3 separate regions of the Mus musculus genome follow, and all the other regions are linked to region 1. Evidence: chromatin contacts called from public Hi-C and HiChIP or PLAC-seq data. All regions are on one chromosome and are shown on one strand. The core of a region is the stretch at or near the end of the contact, and the rest is flanking DNA. Distances in the headings are between cores, read along the strand shown. Region 1 has its middle 5.1 kb from the start of Gm34696. Region 2 has its middle 4.8 kb from the start of Gm40271. Region 3 has its middle 38 kb from the start of Gm40271.

Region 1 (4,266 bases), core at 457-2,956:
ACAGGTGGGCTGTCATGCCCGCTCAGCATTTATCTGAGTACTAGAGATCCAACTTCACATTTGTGTTTCAAAAGCTTTGTACAGTAAGCCATCTATCCAGCCTCAAGACAGGATTTTGCATCAATAAGAGCTGTTAGTTTGTTCAAGAAGCAAGACCACATTCATCTGTAGGGCCCAGCACTGAGCAAGACGTAAGGCCTAAACATGGAGAATATTCACATGTAGCAGCTGAATAAATGGCTCTCAACTCTCATACCTTCCGAGCTAGACTGGGTCAGGACAGAGGAGGCCCAGCGAGCCCATGGAGAATTCAGATATTCTCCCAGGACAGGCTCCAAGGGAAGGGAAGGGAAGGGAAGGGAAGGGAAGGGAAGGGAAGGGAAGGGAAGGGAAGGGAAGGGAAGGGAAGGGAAGGGAAGGGAAGGGAAGGGAAGGAAACATGGGCCTGTGATCCCAGTACTTCCTGGTAGAGGATCCCAGCACTTCCTGGTAGAGGATCCCAGCACTTCCTGGTAGAGGATCCCAGCACTTCCTGGTAGAGGATCCCAGCACTTCCTGGTAGAGGATCCCAGCACTTCCTGGTAGAGGATCCCAGCACTTCCTGGTAGAGGATCGGAAGAGGAAAAGCAGCCTCAGCTCCATGGTGAGTTTTAAGTCAGTGTCAGCATGGAAGAAAGAGAGGAAGAAGGAGAGTCAGGGAGAGAAAGACAGATTTAAAAAAAGAAAAGAAAAGAAATCAGACTTACTGGTATATGCCTGTGAATTCAGAGCCCAGAAGGCTGAAACAGGACCACCATTGGCTTGAGGCCAGCCTGGGCAACATAGCAACTTCCAGGTCACCTTTGACTACATAATGAGACCTCATAGCAAAGCAATACAGAAACAAAAAAACCACACAGAGAACAAAGAACAAGATTAAAGAGCAAACTACAGAGCAGTAGACAGCTCGAGTCAGCCAGCGAGATGAACAAATTAACCTGTAGCCTGTGTAAAGTTATAAAGAAATGGTCTCCGACTCGTTCTTCAGTTTCTCAATCAGCAAAGTATGTGGAAGAATGCATGGGTCAAAACAGAGTCGAGGCAACTTTGGAAAATGAATACACACAGAAGGCTGGCTATTGTTTCCATGGTTATGGCGGTGCTGATCCAGGGCTTTGTCCTGCAAACGAGGGGAAATCTCTGGGAGAGGTGGCTGAAGACCTGCTTCTTCGCAGTAAAGGCTGTAGAAGGTTAATCAGATGGTGAGCCCAGTCACCAAGATTAAGAGAAAGAAAATCCCTCCAACCGCCTTTGAATTCCAGTTATGTGTACGTTTTCTTTGAACTGGCGATTCGACTCTCTCTCTCTCTTGGAGAGAGAACAAAGCGGGTGGTGTGGAACTCAAATCTCATTTACAACTTAATTTTGAAACTGAGGAGATTTGCAATGTTGGAAAGGCAGGGAGCAGGAAATCAACTTCAGAGTAATTGCTCCGTCGTCTTTTAAACATAAGGCGGTGCACTGCTATTTTTGCTGATGTATTCAAATGAGAGGATGCCACAGCTGCGGGGTGTCTAAGGGATCAGGGATGGCACCGCCTGCAGACTGGGAGGAAATCGTGGGCCAAAGTGAGTCTGTCTCCCAACTCCAGCAAGCTAGAGGCCAGAGAAGAGTGAGATTTCCCCAGCTCCTGTCACACGCTGCAGAATGCCAGGGAGCACAGAGTAGAATAATGACTCAGAGCATGTTCTTGCTTCACAACTCCACATTGTGTTTACAGAGGCACAAAGGCACCCTTCAGGACAATGTCAGGGGCGGGGTGGGGTGGGGGCAATTTCCCAGGAACATCTACATTGCCCAAAAAGGGCCCACTACAAAAACTCCTGAGTCTAGGAAGCCACATATGAAGTATATGCCCATTGAACAGACAAATAAGTTGAGGCCAAAAGGCATCACCTATATTCTAGAATTCCATGAGGCCCCATTTTTATGGCTGAGGGCTCTCACTGAAGATGTCTAATGCAGCAGCCTAGAAAAGACCGTTCTGATTCTCGAAATGTCCCCTAAACTTGACTTCTCTAGTTGTGCTCCACATCCAAGGGGGGGGGGGGCTAACCTCCAGCCCAGCTCTAATGCCAACCAAAGAGCTCTAGTTTTCCATTTTGTCAGGTCAACCTAAAAGTTAATTGTAGAAGTTTGAATAAACGACTACTAAAACATTGAGTATTCTGGCACTGTTGTTACAGCAGGCCCCGCCCTGCAGGTATCTGAAGCTAGCTTTCCATGGATGTTTCTGCAAGTGCTAACGGGTCACTGGAGTAACAGTAATAGTTGTTGGAATAGCTGTTTCCAGCTGTTGTTGTGTCCACTGGTGCAGCACTGGTCTCCAGGAGACCCAGATGCAGGCCAACCAGGCCCATGGGGCTTCCTGACAGTTTGTCTACATTGGGCCCATTGGAATAAGTTGTCCCCTCTGCTGCTGTCTCTCTATTAGCAGTCTCAGCCAGGGCCATTCCGATTAACCCTTCAGAGCCACTCCACTCTGGGCATGCCTGTGCTCTCTTCTTTTCGCTGATTTAATTAACATAATATAATGGAAATAAAATAATTGAAGGGGCTGCCACTTCAGAAAAGATCATCATGGGGCTGCTTGGGAGGCATTGTTGCAGGGTTTCCAGGCAACACTGAAGAGGCCCCGAGAGGGGCTAGTGGTGGTCCCCGAAGCAGCCAGACGGCTGGGCCTCACCATAGTCCCTACACAACCGGTCCAGGTCTGGCTATGTAGACCTAGAAGCACATGGACTTTTCTTATGGCTGTCTTCAAGTCTTGAAATGTGAATCCCTCACTTTAAAGTACTCTAAACGTGAGTGCAGAGCAACCAGACACACAGATCTCCTCCAATCAGACACCTCACATAGAAAACTAACAACAGTTACTTGCAAGTGTGAAATCATACTTTGTGCTCTAGAAAAGATATTTCTACCCAAGAGAGTAGGATTTGAATGTACTTTCTGAACTTGATTTTCAATGAATAGCATGCATGTGTACGTGCGTGATTTCTTAGGCTGCTGTCCACCTTGGTTTGGTGTTTGTCATTTTCAGATTATTTTTCACTTTGTCCTGAAACCTGGCCATCCAGGGAACTTCTGGGATCTAGCTAACCCTGCCTCCCATGCACTGGTATTACAAGTGTATGCCATCTTGCCCAGGCTTTTTATGTGGGCTCTGTGGATCGAACTCAGGTGTTCATATTTACACTGTAGGCACTTTACCAACTATTTCTCCAGCACCCAAAGGAGAGTCTCTGAACTGGAGAGAGCCTGGATTCTCTGAGGCTCACTCTGTCTCGTTGCCAAGTGACTTGGCTGGTCATTTCAGTTCCACTGTATCCCTCATTGTCCTGATGCTCAAGAGCAGTGAAGGGAACTCAAGGCTAAGACTCCATGGAGGTTCTTGCAGACCAGTGATGCCCAGTTCTGGTCCTCTGATGGAAAACTCTGCTCCAGGTCATGGGAATTCCATACCCAGTCACATCCTTCCTGTGTTTCAGTGGAATGTGGAGTGAGGCTCCTCTGGCAGATAGAGAGTTCTTTGCTTCTGTGCCGCAGGAGAGCCCAAGGCTGCTGGTGAAGGGGAAAGAGTGGGAAAGTGAGAGATTGACGTTCAGTTGACAAGCCGACACCACAAAGTACCACAAATCCTTCATTGCAAATACCTTTAAAGCCACTCCAGCCCTGAAGAAAAGCATGCTTTCGTGGCTTATCCAGCTAGGAGTGCATTTGCAGGCTACAGAGAGGGGATGATGTGGAGGCACCCTGGAAAAGAAAATGCTATGGTTTTGTCAAATGTTGTCAAGTCATAAACAGAAGCAAAACAAAAAACAAAAACAAAAACAAAAAACAAAAAATTCCTGCTGCTCACGAACAAAGATTTTGATTGTGCCATAATCATTTTTGATGGTAACTTTTCTTAGAGCCGGAAATGCAGAGAGAACGGGAATACACCAAAGGTTTCAACTGCTCGGCACCTCGTTAATGCTCCTGCCATCTTGGTTCCTAGTAATTAATCCAGTGTAATAGAGAAGTCCATTATGCTATATTAATGCCACTTGTTATAGAAATGGCTAAATTAATTAATGCAGATGGACAACAGATTCATTATGATAAACGTTTGATAAGTTCCTCAGCTGTTCTCCAGGATTAATTTGGCTTGAGCTCTCCAAACCATGGCTTAGCTCCCCCCAGCAAAAGAGATGCTGATTACGGGTTGGAAAGGAGTGTGAAGAT
Region 2 (4,266 bases), core at 1,098-3,597, 200 kb after region 1:
GACCAAGGCAAATCAGAAAAGGTAAACATTTAATGGGGGCTGGCTTACACTTTCAGAGGTTCAGTCCATTATCCTCATGGCTGGAAGCATGGCAGTGTGCAAGCAGACATGGTGGTAGAGAAGGAGCTGAGAGTTCTGCTTCTTGTTCGGAAGGCAACCAGGAAAGACAGTCTCATTGGAGAGTCTGAAAGCCCACCCCCACAGTGACACATTTCCTCCAATAAGGCCACACCCATTCCAACAATGCCACACCTAATAGTGTCACTCCCTGGGCCAAGCACATTCAAACCACCAAACTTGGAGATAAGGGACTATTCTTGGGTTCCAGTCAAAAGATAGGTGGCTTGGCTAAGGCAGCAGCTGTGGGGGAGACTTAAAGCAGCCATGAGAACGATTCTGAGCAGCCCCATTTCAAAGGGATACCCAGCCATTTTATGAGGCAAGATGGCCCAGGAAGGAGAGGCAGGTTCTTTAGCTGTGTGGTCTTGGGTAAGTCACTTAAATTCTCTAAGCCACACTTCCCAATATGCAAAATATGGTCATTTTCTGTCATATGGAATCCTGAGGGCATTTTTTAAATGTCTGGTATAGATGGCACTTTATCCTAAGCCTAGCAGGTCTCAGACACTTAGTAAATGCTTGCAACAGGTGCCACTACCCAAGGACCTCATTGATTCTTTCCTCGAATGCCCCTCCCTAGATCACATAGGCCACACATCTTAAAGTTTGAAGGGAAGCTGAGATTCAATCAGGGGCAGAATATGGCCGGAAATAGGCTTAAATGTGGACAGAGTGGCTGACCTTGGCATGGTGGGACACTCAGTGAGTACCACCAGTGCTTTCAAGATATATCAATGTGACCTAATTGTTGCTTGCTCTCAGGTTTATAACCAACCCAAATTTCTTTCTTTTTTTTTTTTTTTTTTTTTTTTTTTCCGAGACAGGGTTCATGGTTTCTCTGTGTAGCCCTGGCTGTCCTGGATCTCACGCTGTAGACCAGGCTGACCTCGAACACAGAAATCCGCCTGCCTCTGCCTCCCAAATGCTGGGATTAAAAGGCGTGCGCCACCACTGCCTGGCGCCAACTGAAATTTCTAAGGAAAAACATTTCACAAGGTCAGGTACTATGAAGCTTCACTGTGCACACACAGTAGAGGGTCATAGGCTCTCAGGAAGCTACAGATCTACTGCTGGGACAAACAGGTCCCAGAAGTCCCCAAGGGTCCCAGGCTGGCAGAATCATCAGGAGGGATGACGGAAGTTAGCCTATGGTTCCAAGACTCTGATACCAGGATCTGGGAACTAGACCTCAGTAAGAGGCTGTGGGGACATTCCCAAGAAGGACTGTCGTTAGCCTCCTAAAGGGGGTCCATCTTTCTCTCTTATATGCATAGACACAGATGGAGACATAAGTAGATATACACACAGGGAGAAACACACACACACAAGCACACTGACACATACACACATACAAAGATACACACAGGAACATGGACACACACAGATGGAGGGAGACACACAGAACTAGTGACATTTACACAGATGGGAGACTGACACCCACCAGAACACCAAACCACAAACGGAGACACACACAATCACAGACGTACATATGGACATACAGACACAGAGAACAGAGGCCTTCACGGAAAAAAAAAAAAAACAAAAACTGATGGGGAGAGAAGGAGAGGCTGAGAAGAAGGAAGGAAGGAGGAGAAAGAGAAGCAGAGGGAAAGAATGCAGAGCTCAAAAGGGCCACACAGGAGAGCCCACCCAGGCCTCTGAGGGCAGATGGGGTGTAGACACAACCCTGCCCTCCCTCTGCCTGTTATTTCAAAGGACTACATCCTTCAGGTCCCTCCCACTTGGCAGCTCCTAATTTAAGCCTGTGAAGGTGTTAGATTGGATAATTCCACTATGGGGACCAGAGGAGACTGCCAGGGGTAAAATGACCAGGTGGAATACACTAGGACTAGGGCACATTGAGAAGAGTATTAAACAGCATGGCAGGAAGGGGGAAAGAGACTTCGGAGAGGGCTTCTCTGGGGCCCCTGAACAAGTGCCTGCAACCCTGCCTGGAGGCTGGGAGCGCTGGCAGACCTAGGCGGCGGCGGCGGCAGCAGCAGCCGCTGGCCAGCCTGGTTTCCCTCAGCTACAGACAGCCTGGCTCCAGGCCCACCTCCCGGTGCCCTGGGCCTGACATCTTCTGGGCAGAGCCACGGTGCCCCAGGAGCCATGTGGATGGTGTTAGTAAACACGCTTTCTTGCGCCCAGCCTGGCAAGGCCTGTGGGCAGCGGGAGGGCGTAGAGCTGGCAGCTCCCACGGCTGGGCAGGAGGACGGGAGGGTGGACCGGCGGGCAGACGGGCGGGCAGGCCGCCCTGCACAGCCAAGCCAAGGCCCAGAATGGAGCAGCTGCTCCTGTCACCATGGAGACGGAACTGAACAATGAGCAGCCAGAGATGCAGCATGGCTGCCTGGCACCGCGGCCACACTCCCGCCAGGCCCTCACACCTACACACAGGAGCTCATGCACTCACCCTCATGTGCGCCTGCATGCATGGACGTACGTGCACATATGCGCACACACGCATGCAGAGTTCCAGGAAGGAGAAAGAAATAGAGAAACCGGGTAAGGACAGTAGAATCTATAGAAAAGGAAGGAGAATGTGAGATGAGGTTCACAGCCTTACAGTTGCAAAGTTGAGCAGAAAAAAAAAAAAAAATCTCACCCTTTGATTCTGGCTAAAAATACCTTAAAAAAAAAAAAGGCAGCTTTGCAGAGGGTCATGTGGTGCCCTGGATTCTTGTGTAACAGGAGAGCTGAAGGGGTTCTAATTAGCAAAAGGCATCTTGAGTCCCATCCCCTTCCCCCTTGACGCGGGTTGCTGAGAGACCCTCACAAAGCTGTTAGTCCCCAGGAAATGAGGATACATTGTTAAAAATGAGCCTAAATCCCAGGTGATTCCTCTCTCCAAGACAATGCAGAGAGGAGGCTGGCTGGCTCAGCCACGGGCTGGAGAGGAGTCGGAGAAAGGCCCCCGTCCAAGTCCTTTAAGAAAAAGTAACCAGTGGCATCCGGGCAGGGAAGGTGGGTGGGCATCAGCTTGTAGTGCACAGGGGCACCTTCTGGGCAAGTTCCCCTTCTGTGAACTGGTGAACTCTTAGCCCCAGCAGCTCCTAGATCCCCAGATATTACCTGCTCCTGCCACTCAGAGGAGCATACAGAAGTTTATGAACACTGAGGAAACAGACAGGATTACCATGAGTTCAAGCCAGGTGTTGGTTACAAAGTGAGACCTTGTCTCAAAAAGCACAAAAGAAGGCAAAGAAAGAAAAGAAAGGGGGAGGGGGTTGGAAAGAAGGGAGGAGGCAGGAAAAAGGGAGGGGAAGGAAGAGGAGAGGAGAGGAGAAGGAAGAGGAAAGGGGAGGGGAGGCCAGCCGATATAGGTATAGACAGACATCTCCCTAACTATCCCTTCCAGCCTGGTATCTGGAAACTCAGTCTGCTCTTCTCAGCATCTCTGTCCAGGGGCTGACAGACGCTGTATTTCAGCATTATCTTAAGCTTCCAACAGGCTACTTATTTTTTCCTGGCTTCACCTATTTCTCTTCTTCCTTCTGGGCAGGTGAATGCTGTGTGAAGATAGCTATCCTGGAGGCCTGCTGGATTCCTTTAGTGGAAAATAGGAAGACTTACCAGTTGACCTGGCGCTACTGTCTACACCGACTTCCAGTTCAGAAAAAGCAAATTCTCAGAAGACTCTCAGGAAGTAGTGTTAGACCCATGACATTGACCGCCATGTAGTTCAGGGGCCCAGAGCCGAGGTGAGAAAGTGAGGATGTAAGAACTTAAAGGTATTTCTAGGCATAGAGTTTTAAAGGAGAACACAGAGAGGAAGCAAGAGGAACAGGGCACGCTGGGAACAAGGAAACGCTTGAAAAGGTAAAGGAAGCCTGGGTTGAAAGAGAAGCCTATGGCCCTGAATCCGGAAAACTGATTCGGGATTAGCAGGTTCCAAGCCTCCCCACATTGGTTGCGCACAGCATGATCCATCTTCACACTCCCAGCACCTACTCCCGGGGGCATCATGACAGATGGACAGCAGTAGACATTAAAATCACAGTAGGCTGGAGCCAGGCTCTTTCCCCAATATCCACATCCCCTCCCCTTTCAGGATCCCTTCTAGAAGCTTCTCAAGCTCCAGGGAGCCATCTGCACTGGCTCAGACGTGGCAGAGAAGGAATTAAAACGTGAGAGGCAAGATCA
Region 3 (4,266 bases), core at 603-3,102, 160 kb after region 1:
GAGTTGCCACATAGCATCATGGTGACTTTGGGGGAATGAAAGAAGACTTTCTTTCTTAGCTAGTGAGAAGAAAGAGTTTGGGGCTTCTCGCTGGGAGAAGTGTCCTACAGGCCCAAGAGCAAGGCTCTACAGACATGGATGGTTACCAAACTTTTCTGACCTCGGTCCCCAAGTGCATCAGCATTTAGGACTTAATTAAATTTAACCTAGGGCTTTGAAGATATAGCTCAGTGGAGTTCTTGCCTAGCACAAACAAAAGGCGCTGGGTTCATTTTCCAGTACTGCAAAAATAAATTAAGAAAAAACTTTGTAGAACCCTGAAAATATGCTCTCAATTCAGAATAAGTCCATTTAAAAATACATTTTAAAAAAAAAAAAGTCAGGGGTGGGGTGGCACGGGGTGGTGGCACGTGAAGGAGTTGGCTCAGTCAGTAAAATGCTTTCCCTGCAGGCATGAGGATCTGAGTTTGAGTCTCATGAGTCTGTGTAGAGAAAGCCAAGCATGGTCACATGTGTTTGTAAACTTGGCACTAGGAAGGCAGAGATACACAGATCCAAGTTCCGGTGAGAAACCTGTCACAAAGGGTGAGCCACCTCTAAAGAAGGACATCTGAGCTCACCCTTTGGCCTCCACACACAGGCAAACACGGTGCACATGCATCACACACAGATGACTGTGTCCACATATGCATACAAACATATGAAACAAAGGTTGCTAGCATCTATCAAATAAAATATAGCATGTCTTTCATGGGATTGTAGCTCTGGTCAAGCTGAGAGGGATTCTGAAAACAGGTGCACAGGGATCCGTGGCTTGTCTGAAGTTATCCTTGTGGGGAGATCTGTCAGCCTCTGCTGAAGCCCCCACACGTCTTTGCTCTGCCAAGGCATCTTTGTTTCCTCCTCTTCCTCCTCCTCCTTCTCTTCTTCTTCCTCCTCCTCTTCCTCCTCCTCCTCGTCTTCTTCATCCTCCTCTTCTTCGTTTGCTGTGCTTTGTCTGGGGTTTTGCAATTGTTCTAAAAAGCACAACTCACCCCCAGAATTCACATCCACACTGTGGAGAACTGGAACAGCATCAGTAAAGAAATTCTTATGTATATATGTGTGTGTGTAGGCATGTATGTGCAGATATGTACATGTTCATGCATGTGTCCATAGGTGCACATATATGTGTGTGCATATGACAATCAGAGATCAAACCCAACAGGAATTCCTTTTCTTTTTTGTTTCCATTGTATGTGCTTTGGTATTTTGCCTGCATGCATGTCTGTGTGAGATTCCCTGGTATTGAAATTACAGACAGATGTGATCTGGCATGTGGGTGCTGGGAATTGAACCTGGATCCTCTGAAAGAACAGCCAGTGCTCTTAACCCCTGAGCCATCTCTTCAGCAACACCCCACTACATAAATTCTTACTTATTCAAGATTCAAGAGTACCTATGTCATTATTTTCTTTCAACTATTTAAAGGTATTATTAGTTACTGTGCAGACTCCATGAAACCCTTTGGCCATCCGTGTATTTGAAATTTAAGTACAGCCCTGGGTCATTGATGGTTCTGCGTGGTGACTCTAATGGAGGAAGGAGCAAACTGGTCTGTGCATTTTTCAAAGCATCACAGGGACAAAGGTGTCAGGGACCTAGAAGGCAGGTTTTCTCCATTCCTTTCACTAACAGGAGTCCCCAGGGAGGGGAAGTGGGAGCCTTGGGCTTGCTTTGAAGCTTCTGGGAGGGAGGCCCTCTGGGAAATTCCTGGAACGCCCTCAAATTGGCTCCATGTCAGACCCCCAAGACCAAGGAGGCATTCAAAGGGAGGTCCTGCAGGAGCCATTTATATGGAGATCTCCTCACAGGCTGTTCAGGGGCTTGGATGCCGTCCATAGCTAACAGGCAATTTCTGTTCCAACCAGAAGACGCCTAACTATCTCCGGCTTCTAACCAGTTGTAATGGCTAAATACACCCACTTAAAGAAAAGAAGTGGGGATGGAGAGAGAGGAGGAGAGAGGGAGGTGAGAGGAAGGCAGGGAGGGAGAGAGAGAGAGAGAGAGAGAGAGAGAGATCCCTCCAGTTTTGCTCCATGGAACATGACAAACAGCTGAAAAAGACCTTTGTTCGCTCATCCAGATGCCCAGACACTTGACGCTGTCAAATCTTGGTTTCTAACCTAGAAAGATCCACCTATGGAGACCTATGGAGAGGGGCAAGGGTCTTTATGGCCCACATTAGGAATCGCCACGCACAGCACCTTTCAAACTGGACATCCGTGAGCATGTCTGTGCTTGGCACTCCCACCGGGGAAGCACCCCTCTTGCCCAGGGGTTCTTTGCCTGTTCTTCTGTTATGTGCCTTTCCCCTCAGTGAATCTTATGGGGTAGGAAGAGCAAAGCCCAGGAGCTAGGCAATGTTAGACAAAACAACAACTTTACCACATCCGTGGTGTGTGTGTGTGTGTGTGTGTGTGTGTGTGTGTGAAATAAAGACAGTCACCCTGACCTACAGAGGCCATTGAAAAATACCAGCTGCTAAGGAGGTACACTGTCTATAATTGCATCAAGACTTCTCAAGAGAAGAGTACTCACTGAGAGCTCATGCGTGTGTGTATGTGTGTGTGTGTGTGTGTGTGTGTGTGTGTGTTGGTTCACATATATGATGGTGTGTCTGTGCTTGTGTATTCATGCCTGTGAAGGTCGTCTTTAAATGCTGTCTGCCTTTTCGAAACAGCTTCTCACTGGCTGGCACCTTGCAGATTAGGCAGACTAAACAGGCTGACCATCGAGTACCAGGGTTCTTCCTGTTCCCACCCCCACCCTCCTTCAGTGTAAGCTCTCAGGCCTGTGCTACCGTGTCAGTTTGCTTGTTTGGTTTGGTTTTTCCACGCAAGTTCTAGGCTCATAATCTGCTCCTCGTTCTTCATGGCAAGCTCCCAGCCAGACCACCTTTGGGAACTGAAGCCCCTTCTTCCGTTTCTGACCCTCAGCTTCTAGATTCTGCTCTGTTTGCATGCTAAGAGTCAAATGGGGGCCTTCTGCATGCAAGGCAAGCACTCTGCTATTGAGCTCCACCCCCAAGCTTTTACACCAAAACAGATAGGACTGAGATCTGGGTTACACTGAGAAGGTGACAACTGAGCTGCATCTTACAGCCTACGTTCCTTAATAAGCACTAAATAAGGAAGAAAATGTAGGACCAACGTTTCCAGGTAAACAAAACCCCAGGTAAGAAAACCAGAATCCAGTTTGGTAGGCATTATTAGGCCACCTCTAATTTGTTTTTGTAATAGCAAAAGGGTCAGCTTGCCATTCCATGCAGTCAGCCCAGCCACCAAGAAGTACAAGTTGACCTAATGGGTAACTAATTGATAGAAGAGAATTCCTAAACTCTGTCTCCTCATTAGAAGCCTTTGTGATATAGACAGAGCTAAGTAGACCCTGGAAAGAACGTAGCCTCTCCTAAGACTGCTGCTCTAGCCAGGTTTCCTTGCCTATACTTGGCAGGCTCATCCCAGGAATGATGTAAGATCCAGGGGCCCCACCAAGCACAGACTGGGGAAGTTCCATCGGAGAGAGCAGTTGCAGCAGGGCTCGATGCTTTGCAGCAGTCAGCGTGAAGACAGCTCTCACTCCTTTTTCTTCTCATTGTTTATGATGAGCTCTGGTCTCAGTCCAGATAAACCAAAACTCTGGGGCAGGGGACCCTCCCCTTCACTCCTGAACCATAGCACTGCTGTCCCTTCGTCCTTCTCCTTACCATCCCTGACCCCAAGGCTCGCACTGAAGGGTGACTCTTCAATGTGAATGTGCATGTATCCTAGGGACATTTCAATAAATGTGATGATTGTGGCTACAGACATGGCTCAGCCATTAATGGCTCCGGCACTGGCACCTGCACTGTCACCTGCACTGTCGCCGGCTGCTCTTGCAGAGGACTTGGATTCAGCTCTCAGCACCTGCATGATGACTCAAGCTTTCAGTTAGCTCCAGTTCTTCTTTCTCCTTTATTCACTGCGGGAAGCAGGTACGGCCGCATGGGCCAAGATGTATACTGCCTTGCCCGAGCATGCGTAGTGAGGCTGCATGCGTGGGCTGCCTGCCAGGCTGGACTGTTCCACGTGATCCGGACCTGTCAGCCTATCAGTGACTGATCTGAGCTTGTGCCTGGAGCGTGATTGAGAAAAGGCCTTCATAAAATCCAAATGTAGGGTACTTTCTTAATTTGTGATCAGTGGTGGAGGGCCCAGGCCATTGTGGGTGGGGCCATCTCTGGCA

The links. A called contact is a pair of places that touch in the nucleus more often than the background predicts. HiChIP or PLAC-seq counts read pairs in DNA pulled down with a chosen protein or histone mark.
Region 2: a contact with region 1 is called in an H3K4me3 HiChIP or PLAC-seq map of embryonic forebrain, with 3 times the contacts expected there. The contact joins two enhancer-like sites. A contact is called at or near these places in 3 of 39 promoter capture datasets (cranial neural crest, liver and second pharyngeal arch cranial neural crest), 1 of 484 Hi-C or Micro-C datasets (nephron progenitors), 6 of 115 datasets of contacts at active chromatin or transcription factors (embryonic basal ganglia, embryonic forebrain, embryonic hindbrain and 3 more) and 1 of 9 other capture datasets (embryonic stem cells).
Region 3: a contact with region 1 is called in a Hi-C map of embryonic stem cells, with 2.2 times the contacts expected there. The contact joins two enhancer-like sites. A contact is called at or near these places in 3 of 39 promoter capture datasets (cranial neural crest, liver and pre-B cells), 1 of 484 Hi-C or Micro-C datasets (embryonic stem cells) and 2 of 115 datasets of contacts at active chromatin or transcription factors (embryonic basal ganglia and embryonic stem cells).

Annotation. Positions count from the first base shown.
Region 1 is chr12:12,707,860-12,712,125 of GRCm38.p6, forward strand. No RefSeq gene overlaps it. Among named protein-coding and RNA genes, the nearest start is that of Gm34696, 5.1 kb to the left of the region's middle. RefSeq lists an enhancer at 1-4,259. Within about 2 kb of position 1,707, at least 31 of the 459 cell types and tissues checked have an H3K27ac peak or open chromatin away from gene starts, as enhancers often do. A contact at or near this core is called in embryonic forebrain and embryonic stem cells, where this site is marked.
Region 2 is chr12:12,902,439-12,906,704 of GRCm38.p6, forward strand. No RefSeq gene overlaps it. Among named protein-coding and RNA genes, the nearest start is that of Gm40271, 4.8 kb to the right of the region's middle. Within about 2 kb of position 2,348, at least 141 of the 459 cell types and tissues checked have an H3K27ac peak or open chromatin away from gene starts, as enhancers often do. A contact at or near this core is called in embryonic forebrain and embryonic stem cells, where this site is marked.
Region 3 is chr12:12,869,674-12,873,939 of GRCm38.p6, forward strand. No RefSeq gene overlaps it. Among named protein-coding and RNA genes, the nearest start is that of Gm40271, 38 kb to the right of the region's middle. Within about 2 kb of position 1,853, at least 23 of the 459 cell types and tissues checked have an H3K27ac peak or open chromatin away from gene starts, as enhancers often do. A contact at or near this core is called in embryonic stem cells, where this site is marked.